2 separate regions of the Mus musculus genome follow, and region 2 is linked to region 1. A link is a contact called in public Hi-C data. All regions are on one chromosome and are shown on one strand. The core of a region is the stretch at or near the end of the contact, and the rest is flanking DNA. Distances in the headings are between cores, read along the strand shown. Region 1 overlaps 5730522E02Rik (RIKEN cDNA 5730522E02 gene). Region 2 overlaps 5730522E02Rik (RIKEN cDNA 5730522E02 gene).

What was found. A called contact is a pair of places that touch in the nucleus more often than the background predicts.
Region 2: a contact with region 1 is called in a Hi-C map of cortical neurons, with 2.1 times the contacts expected there. The contact joins two enhancer-like sites. A contact is called at or near these places in 4 of 484 Hi-C or Micro-C datasets (cortical neurons, cumulus cells, embryonic fibroblasts and 1 more).

The regions. Positions count from the first base shown.
Region 1 is chr11:25,735,268-25,739,394 of GRCm38.p6, reverse strand. All of the region lies in intron 2 of 5730522E02Rik (RIKEN cDNA 5730522E02 gene), which reads left to right. Among named protein-coding and RNA genes, the nearest start is that of Gm51856, 46 kb to the left of the region's middle. Within about 2 kb of position 1,989, at least 10 of the 459 cell types and tissues checked have an H3K27ac peak or open chromatin away from gene starts, as enhancers often do. A contact at or near this core is called in cortical neurons, where this site is marked.
Region 2 is chr11:25,853,538-25,857,664 of GRCm38.p6, reverse strand. The region is part of intron 2 of 5730522E02Rik (RIKEN cDNA 5730522E02 gene); the gene reads left to right. Among named protein-coding and RNA genes, the nearest start is that of Gm51856, 72 kb to the right of the region's middle. Within about 2 kb of position 1,739, at least 26 of the 459 cell types and tissues checked have an H3K27ac peak or open chromatin away from gene starts, as enhancers often do. A contact at or near this core is called in cortical neurons, where this site is marked.

The DNA of each region.
Region 1 (4,127 bases), core at 740-3,239:
GCTGGGAAGCCTGCCAATGGTCCTTGTAAAGGAGAAACTGAGTTTGATGAGTAAGATTGAAATAAAAGTATACCCCAGGGGTTAGGGATACAGATGCCTACAAGAAGATGGGATGAGATTCCCTAGGAAGCTGTGGCATCATGGTATAGCATGAAGTCATAACTTATTTCTCCGGAGAGGGAAGGTCTGTAATGTGAACTCCTATCACTTAATTAATGTTGCCTATAGAAGTCACACATTTCAGTTGTTGACAATAGGTAGAGCAGTGTACCAGCCCATCACTGAAGTGGCTTCTCCCTGCTGGAGAAAAAGCATATTCTCACAGGGGTTCTTAGGCTGCTCTTTAATTGCAGTGATGCTGTTATTTCTCATAATGCCTAATTGTGGCATGGATTAATAATGTGCCTGTGGCCGATAATACAACACAGCCCACTATGATTTCCATCAGCCATATTTCCCCTTCTTGCTTTATTGTCTTGTAGACAACCCTTTTCTTCCAAGGAGCCACTTTTACTTTAGTAACTTGGGACTTGGGGAGGGGAGTTGAATTTTAGTAGGAAGATACAGGTTACTTCTAGAAATATAGAAGCATAATTATGTAACATGGTGCTGAAATAAGTTACGGTATTAAGAATACAGAAATGGAAGCCAGAAGACGAGCTTGCCCATCTGACTTACCAAGTAGTTGTGCAATGTAACAACTCACTTAACATTTCAGGGCCTCACCTTTCTCTTCCGTAAAATGACAGAATTTGATTAAATCAATTCTGAAGTCCCCTCTGGTCATAAAATTATAGGAATCTAAGTTAATTGAAAATTGATGGTACAATTTAGGAGGAAGCTTTCTGAGTATAGAACTTCTAGAAGACATGCTTTTAATTCTTCTCTAACGCAGAAATTAGAGCAAATAACCCAAGAGCTGGAGCAGTGAAGGGCCAAAGCTTCCAATGTGTGAGAAGATAATTTTGTTTTTATACTGTACCCCTGGCCACTGTTTCTGAAAAAAAAAATAGAATGTGATTATCTTTGACCTTAGGCTAAATTGGCATTCCTTATATTGCATAAGATACAATAATGCTGATTGGTGTGTAGTATAGTATACATGTCACACAGACATAATTCTGGTGTGTACATGTGTTACAGCACACACTTTACACAAATATAGCAATGGTGATGAAGTTCCTATAGTCCACAGTCCACAGATGAAACTAATATATATGTATGTTATATTATATATATATATATATACATACATACACACACACACACACACACACACACACACACACACACATATATATATATATATATATATATATATATCACTCATAGTAATAATGCTTATGTGTCTTGGACACACAACACAGATGTAATAATGCTGCTCTCGATGAAACTGAAGACCCATCTCATTCTGTTAGAATATTCTTCCATATACATGAAGAAAAACACAGAGCAGTCAAGTGGCCACACCTCATTCTGCCATAAATGTAACAATTCAGAGGCGTTACAAACCCATCTAACTGCAGTCATACAGTATAAGTTGAACTGAAGCAAGGGTTTTACAGGAGAGAAGCTTCCGTACTTTTCTCTATGCAGCCACCATGGAATTCAGCCTGTGCCTCCAGCCCTGTGATTTGAGGAATTAAAGCAATTTTAGGAGGAGATGTCAAGACCTTTCTTGTTTCTGCAAAGCCATCTTAATCATGCCTGCCTTTTTTCTTCAGGTTGATTTACATAACAGCATGACATTTCATCATTAAGGAAGCAGGTCCCAATCTTCCATGTCTTTTTCTTGGCTTGTCTGGCAAGCAGTTCTCTTTTGCAAGCTATGAAATCCTTAAGGAGGACTTCCTGGCAAGGGAAAAATCCTCAGTCATCCAACAGTCTCTCACTTTTCTATTTTAAATCTTGGCCATGCACATATGGTTGGGCATGTGTGTCTAAAAATTTCTTCTACATTGACTAACTTGAGCTATTTAATAGATTGTGCTGGCCGTGGGCTCCGCAGCAAATCCTGTGATGCTCATCTCCCTCCCTTGGGAAGCAGGAGAAGGCCGCACACATTTGTTTTTGTGCTGTTCTTGTAATCTCTCTCCCTTGCCCTGTTAGAGCATGGAAGTTAATGCGCGCTTCTTTGCCCATTTTCTTGCAATTAACAATGTCCCCGCTCTCCTCCTTCCTGCTGGAAAGAGAGATCCCTAAATACCTTGCTTAATGTCCCAGCCACTCCACCTTCCCTGGGGCTTTGCTGGGGTGTTCTAACTAATTTCTAAGGACAAGAGTGCTGGATGCCATTTCTACCCTTCACTCTGTAAGGCTTGATGGTGTGTGCATGTGTGTGTGTGTGTGTGTGTGTGCGTGCGCGCGCGTGCATGTGCACATTCAAAATGTGACTCAATCCAACCTCAACTTGTTTCTAAAACTTGGAACATCTTAACTTCCAACAGTCTAAAGCACAGGCCTGGGTCCTATTAGGTCCTCAGAAGTAGTACTTAAAATGAATGTGAAGACAAGGCTGCCTTCTGGCAAATTTGCTCCCCCTTTCAGGTTGTGGTGAATTGGGCCCAAAGGACATGGGGAGATGGGGGAAGCATGCACCCTTAGCTGATCTCCAGCTGTGTCTCCTTCAGGCATAAAGCCCAAACCCTACAGTTTTCCCAGCAATTGAACAACTCAGAGAAACTGGCTAAATCATACCCTGTGATGCAAAAAAAATGTTTACCCTGCCAGAAGGTGAACTATACTAACTTCCCAGAGGAAGTCACTCCCCAAGAAGACACAGAACAGCAATAATAAAAACAGCAAGATAATAATCATAGGATCATGGAGATGTTTGTCACAGAGTGCTGTACAAGTTTGCAAAGGCTCCCTTGTCCAGAAGTGACCCGTGTGGTTAGAATCTGAGACCATATTGTCTGGCAGGATCTTAACACTCTCGCTGCTGTTGCAGTGTGACATTATCTTCCTGCTGGAATGGCCCCAGAAACCTTCTTTTTTGTTGAACATTAAGCATGTCCCTTTAAGTTTATTACAATCAGGATGAAGGAATAAAAACCACATGGCTTACATTCAGTAGATCTTCCTCCTCACCAAGAGGACCAGCCCTCAGGTAAAAATGTCAGAAGGGTGTGAGGTAGATGGGGATACTGGGATACTGGGATGCCTTACAGCACACATTGCTTCAAATGTTATACAAAATAATACTGCTACAATAACTGGAAAGAATGTGTGTTTTTTTAGACTCCAGACAAAGAGAAGAGTAAGCATTCATTAAAAGTGCATCTGCATTTTTAACTTTCTCTTTCTAGAAATCACATCAACATGAGATTACATGTACATCTGAATGTCTCGCAAACATGTAGCAACCTAATGGTGATCTTTCCAATGTCACGAGTGCCCCCTCCTTTAGTGGGGTGCTTATATGTCTAAAGGTACCAGGTTACCCTGATTCCAAGAGCTCTGTTTCTTTAAAACTGTGCTTCCTGGCACCACTTTGTAATTAAGTGCTCTCTTCAGCCTGTGCTTTCTGAGAAGTGGTTTTCTTACTCCAGCCTGTGGCCTCCATGTTCCTTCATCTTCAGTTCTCTTTGTTCTTTGAGCATAATTCACTCGGATCTGGGTTTATTACTCACCAAACCCAGATAATCTGCTCAAGGGCATCAGCACCAAGAGCCTCAACAACAATGGGGATCATGTGGGCGTGGCCAACTTGCTTTCCCAAGAGCTGCCTCTCTGCTGTCTTCTGACTCCCTCCAAATCGGGTTGAGTCCCACTGAAGATTTTCCAATACACTGCTTGGAGTTTGTTTGTGAAGAAGAGTTGGTAAGTGTGAGTGGTCCCGAGTGCACCCTAGCTCACAGCCAAGGTTCATGACATCCTCACTGCCCTGGGTATTACTCTTCCCATTTTCAACCTTGACAGTGAGGAGGCTGTCACTACTACTCTTGTATTTCACTCTGTAGGAAACCAAAAGGCACAGCATGACTGCCTAACCTGGCCAGGTTGCACAGTGCAGGAGCACTGTCTAACACAAAAGCCCAGAATATTCTGCTCTGTCTGTTGCCACAGCTGGCTGCACTGTAGCCTACATTTTTTTTTATAGTAGTATCCACTTCTCTTTGACTAAC
Region 2 (4,127 bases), core at 490-2,989, 120 kb before region 1:
AAAAAAAATAAAAAATGGCTATCAGTAACCTATCCCTTCATCATAGCATGCTGATTCACTCTGTGTATTAAATTTACTGGCAAGAAGCAAGACGTTAACAAAAAGTAACAGATAATGTGAACATTTCATGCATAATCTGTAATATGAGATATGTATTAATAGGGAAATTATGATGCATTCAATTATTCTGAAATGCCTTCCAGAGATGTTTTGATTTGGCTGCGCTGGGATAGTAGCAGCACAGCAGGGAGCGTCTCAAGTGATGAATAACCTAATCTCCTAATCTCAAAATGGGCACTGTTCACAGCTAGCCAGGGAGAGGCTAGTGGGAGAAACTGCACTTTGCAGGCACTGCCACTAAGATGAATCTAGCAAAAATAACGATTCTTACAACAACAACAACAACAACAACAGAAGCAGCAGCAGCAACAACAGCAACAACAACACAGCCAGCAGTGCATCTTGCCTCCTTGCAACCTAGCCTTCTCAAAATTAAGAAACGAAATGCACATTTGTAATGAGCACTCTTTCGTCCCTTGTGGTTGCTCCAGTCTATATTCTGAGTGGCACCTCTCCACTCTCCACTGCAAAACTTAGAAGACAAAAGGCTATAAAAAACGATGGCACTCACATTAGTGCTGTTAGGACTTGGGTGTTTATGAGACATTATGCATGCACAAGAACCCGTACTAATTTGCCACGTTTCGTGCACACCTGGGATGATCTTTTCCACGTACACATTTGTTCTCCCCTCTCCCCAATGTCTGAAGAAAGCCCATCACAAGAAACTGTTCATTTTCTAGCGTAAGCCCTGGGCTCTATAAGACTTCCTGGGTGTAATTAAGCGGCTGCGTTTACTTCTTGGTGTGGGGAACAATGGTCTGACTCCTTGAAGAGGTCAAGCGGGATTTATTTTATTGTGTACAGAGTCGGAGCAGTGGAGGATGTGTCATCACAGTACGTGGACATTCCTTTGCCATTTCTGTGCACACATCCATCCATCCCCAATGTCAGGTCTAGATTGTAAATTAATTTTTCCTCTCTGATTTACTCCTTTCTGGAGATCATTGCTACAATACTATTAGGTAATACTCTGCTGCAAGGAAAATAAGTCCCGAGAAAAATATGCAGTGTGTGTATGCCTTCCCCCGCCCTCAAATTACTTGATTGCAGCAGGTTCACTTTTTGATTAATGCAATTTTGCATAAGGTAATATGACACGAGTGTATTGCTTTTCAGTAATTATTCAGTGGAGTTAATATGGCAGACTTCTTGAAGAAAAATTAGTACCATGGCGTCTCATTTCTCTAAATCCCCAGCACTGTTCAGTAGGGTAACAATAATAATTATGTATAAATAAATAAATTTCTTTTATCAATGTTCACTTGGATCGGAAACAACGGGCAGCTTCCTCCCCAACCAGAGCTCTAGCGGCTATACTTTTTAATTAGCAGTGTTCCAAGGGGCAGGGATGAGTCCAAGCGCAGCTTTGTCATGCTGCAGTTTGGGAGACTGACACAGTGGTTTTTATAACAAGGATCTTTGCAGTCTAATCATCGTGTGAAATTATGTGCGCATGTTGCCTTTCTCTTTCCCGGCTACCTTTGGATTAGAGCCTAAAACCAAGAAGCAAAGGCAGTAGACTGCTCTTGCAAAGCAGCCTGCTCTCCTTTAGGTCTGGTTTCATGTGAGCAACACTTCAACCCGGCAAGACACTGTTCTGTTTAACTAGCCCTTGCTCACGGGTCCCAAGCCTGCTATTACATTTCCTTGCCCGTGATACATGCTTCACAGTGCGCTCTTCTCGCTAATCATGGTTTAGCAAACAAGGAAGGAGAGGGCCCCATTTTATGAAACTTTCTGATGAGTGATGTTCAGTTTATTTCAGTCTTTAGTGTACTAGAATGTACAATTGCTCTAAAGATAAATAAAAGATTCAGCCGAGTGCCACTGGAGAGCCGCGCAGCATGTCTCTGGCATGGCTTGAGACTTATCTGATTTGGATTTGTATACCTCATGGGGAATGGCAAAATATTGGAACAGACGGCTTGATATTTCCGAAGAATATAGTGGGCTTTATTAGCACCAGTTTCACTCCCTGACTGACGGCTTTTTCAAATTTTTTATCTTATTAATCCGTGCTACTGTATGTAAATGTTATTCCTCTCTGCATAAGGGAGGCAACCAGCGATTTGTAATAAATGCCTATGAGTGCCTGAGGCTACACTTAAACTTTAAAACATCTATTATTAAGTTGCAAAAAACCACTGTAATGGCCAATAGTGACCTCACAGGAATTTTAAACTGTGGTCTGCTCTTCTGCATTAAAAACAAAACAAAAAAAAAATTGCCTCCAGTTAGAATTATGAGCAACGCTATTTTAACAGCTGCATTTTGATTATTAAAGTGTGTTTTACAACTGAATTACAATGCTTTTATGGACTCTAGGTATAAGATTTTAAAAGGTCATTAAACATAGTCGGGTTTTGTCACAGTGGGTGTCACTGTGTACAATGGACACTACACAATCTATTTTATGTCACCACACTTAGGATTTCAAATAGGATTCAAGAACATTGTAGTTTGTTTAACCATTTAGATGGCTACAGACCTCTCAAAGACAGTGACAGTTTGCAGTTGGAGATGACTACTTCCATTATTATTTTATTAATTTGACAAGAAGTCCTACAGATTTTCAGTGTATCACTGATCCATTTGTCCCAGAAATAATTAAAATCGCAGCCTGGAGCAACAGACAACAGATCCACTCTGGCAAATTAATGTTCAAAAATACATCACTTGTACTGTAGCCAACTCTTTAGTCCTGTGACACTTGTCCATTTTCTCCCTCTGATCATATGTGGGCTCGGTGACAATAGATATTGACCTCAAGTGTAGATTTTCCAAATGCAGGGTCTTACACGCATTGATCCATTATGTCGTGTGCTGGATACTGTATGCAATGTTTACATCTCTAGACACAGAATCCAGAATGGAGTTGCAGAGATTTCTCAGGACCCCCACAGGCAGCTCAGCAAAGCAGCAAACATGAACTTCAGTTTGCCTGGACCCTGCCCGCTAAGCTACTTCCCTGTCAATTTTTAATTTTCTTTTCATTAATTTAGCATCATTGTATGCCTATGCTGGAGTCTGTGCCATTGGTGGCACTGGTTTCTGGGCGCCTGCTTGTCGATGGGGACATGGGGATGGGGTGTGATAAGGAACACAGAATCCTCCAAATATTTGACAGAATGTCACAAAGGATTGTATTTGCATGTACTCGGCTGGTAGGACATGATGATTAGTGTGCGGTGCGTTGCTGGCTCTGCGTATTCAGCTCAGACGGCTCAGATCGTCTACATAGCTTTGAATAGTGTATATGTACTTTGAACATATCTGTGACGAGCAAAGCTGTCACTCTGTTGAAAAAAAAAATGTAGCTGCAGAATTGACAATACCAGTTTAATTTTTTTTAAAAAAGGAGGACATCTCCTAAATAATTATTATCATGCTAATAGCATTTGTATTCTTTTGTGTATAATTAAGATCTGCCTGTCTAAGCATGAAATGGAGTTGAGATCATGAATGAGGGTGCTATCCTTAACCTATTTAGTAAATCAGTTTTAATTTGGCTTTCTTTAGGTAGAATCATAACAAGAGTCTGTTGTATAAAAAAAGAATCTACAGTTTATGGCAGTAAACAGTCATAGAAATATAATATTTAGCAAAACTCCCCATGAAATTAAGGAAGCCCCTCTTGTGAACACTATGTTGAATAAAAAACAATTCAACAATTATAGATATCTCTTATCTTATTAACCCTTTGTTTCTCAGAGTGATAAATGCTGGAGCTGTTCTTCTTCTGACCTCTTTAGTTTGGGGATGTGATTCTTTTTTCTTTTTAGGTAATAGAAATTAGTTTGATATTCATATTCCACTTACTTCCAAGAGAATTTGAGGCAGAAAATAGGCTAAAATACAGTGGAAAAAGAAGGCATTTCAGTTTAGAGCATAACAGGTTATGTAATTTAATAATCACAAACTGGTTTGGAATACTGTGCTGTTTTGTTCTCTTAGAAATAGTAATATCTGTTTTTGGTGCTTTTCCCCCCCCTTCTGTAATTTCA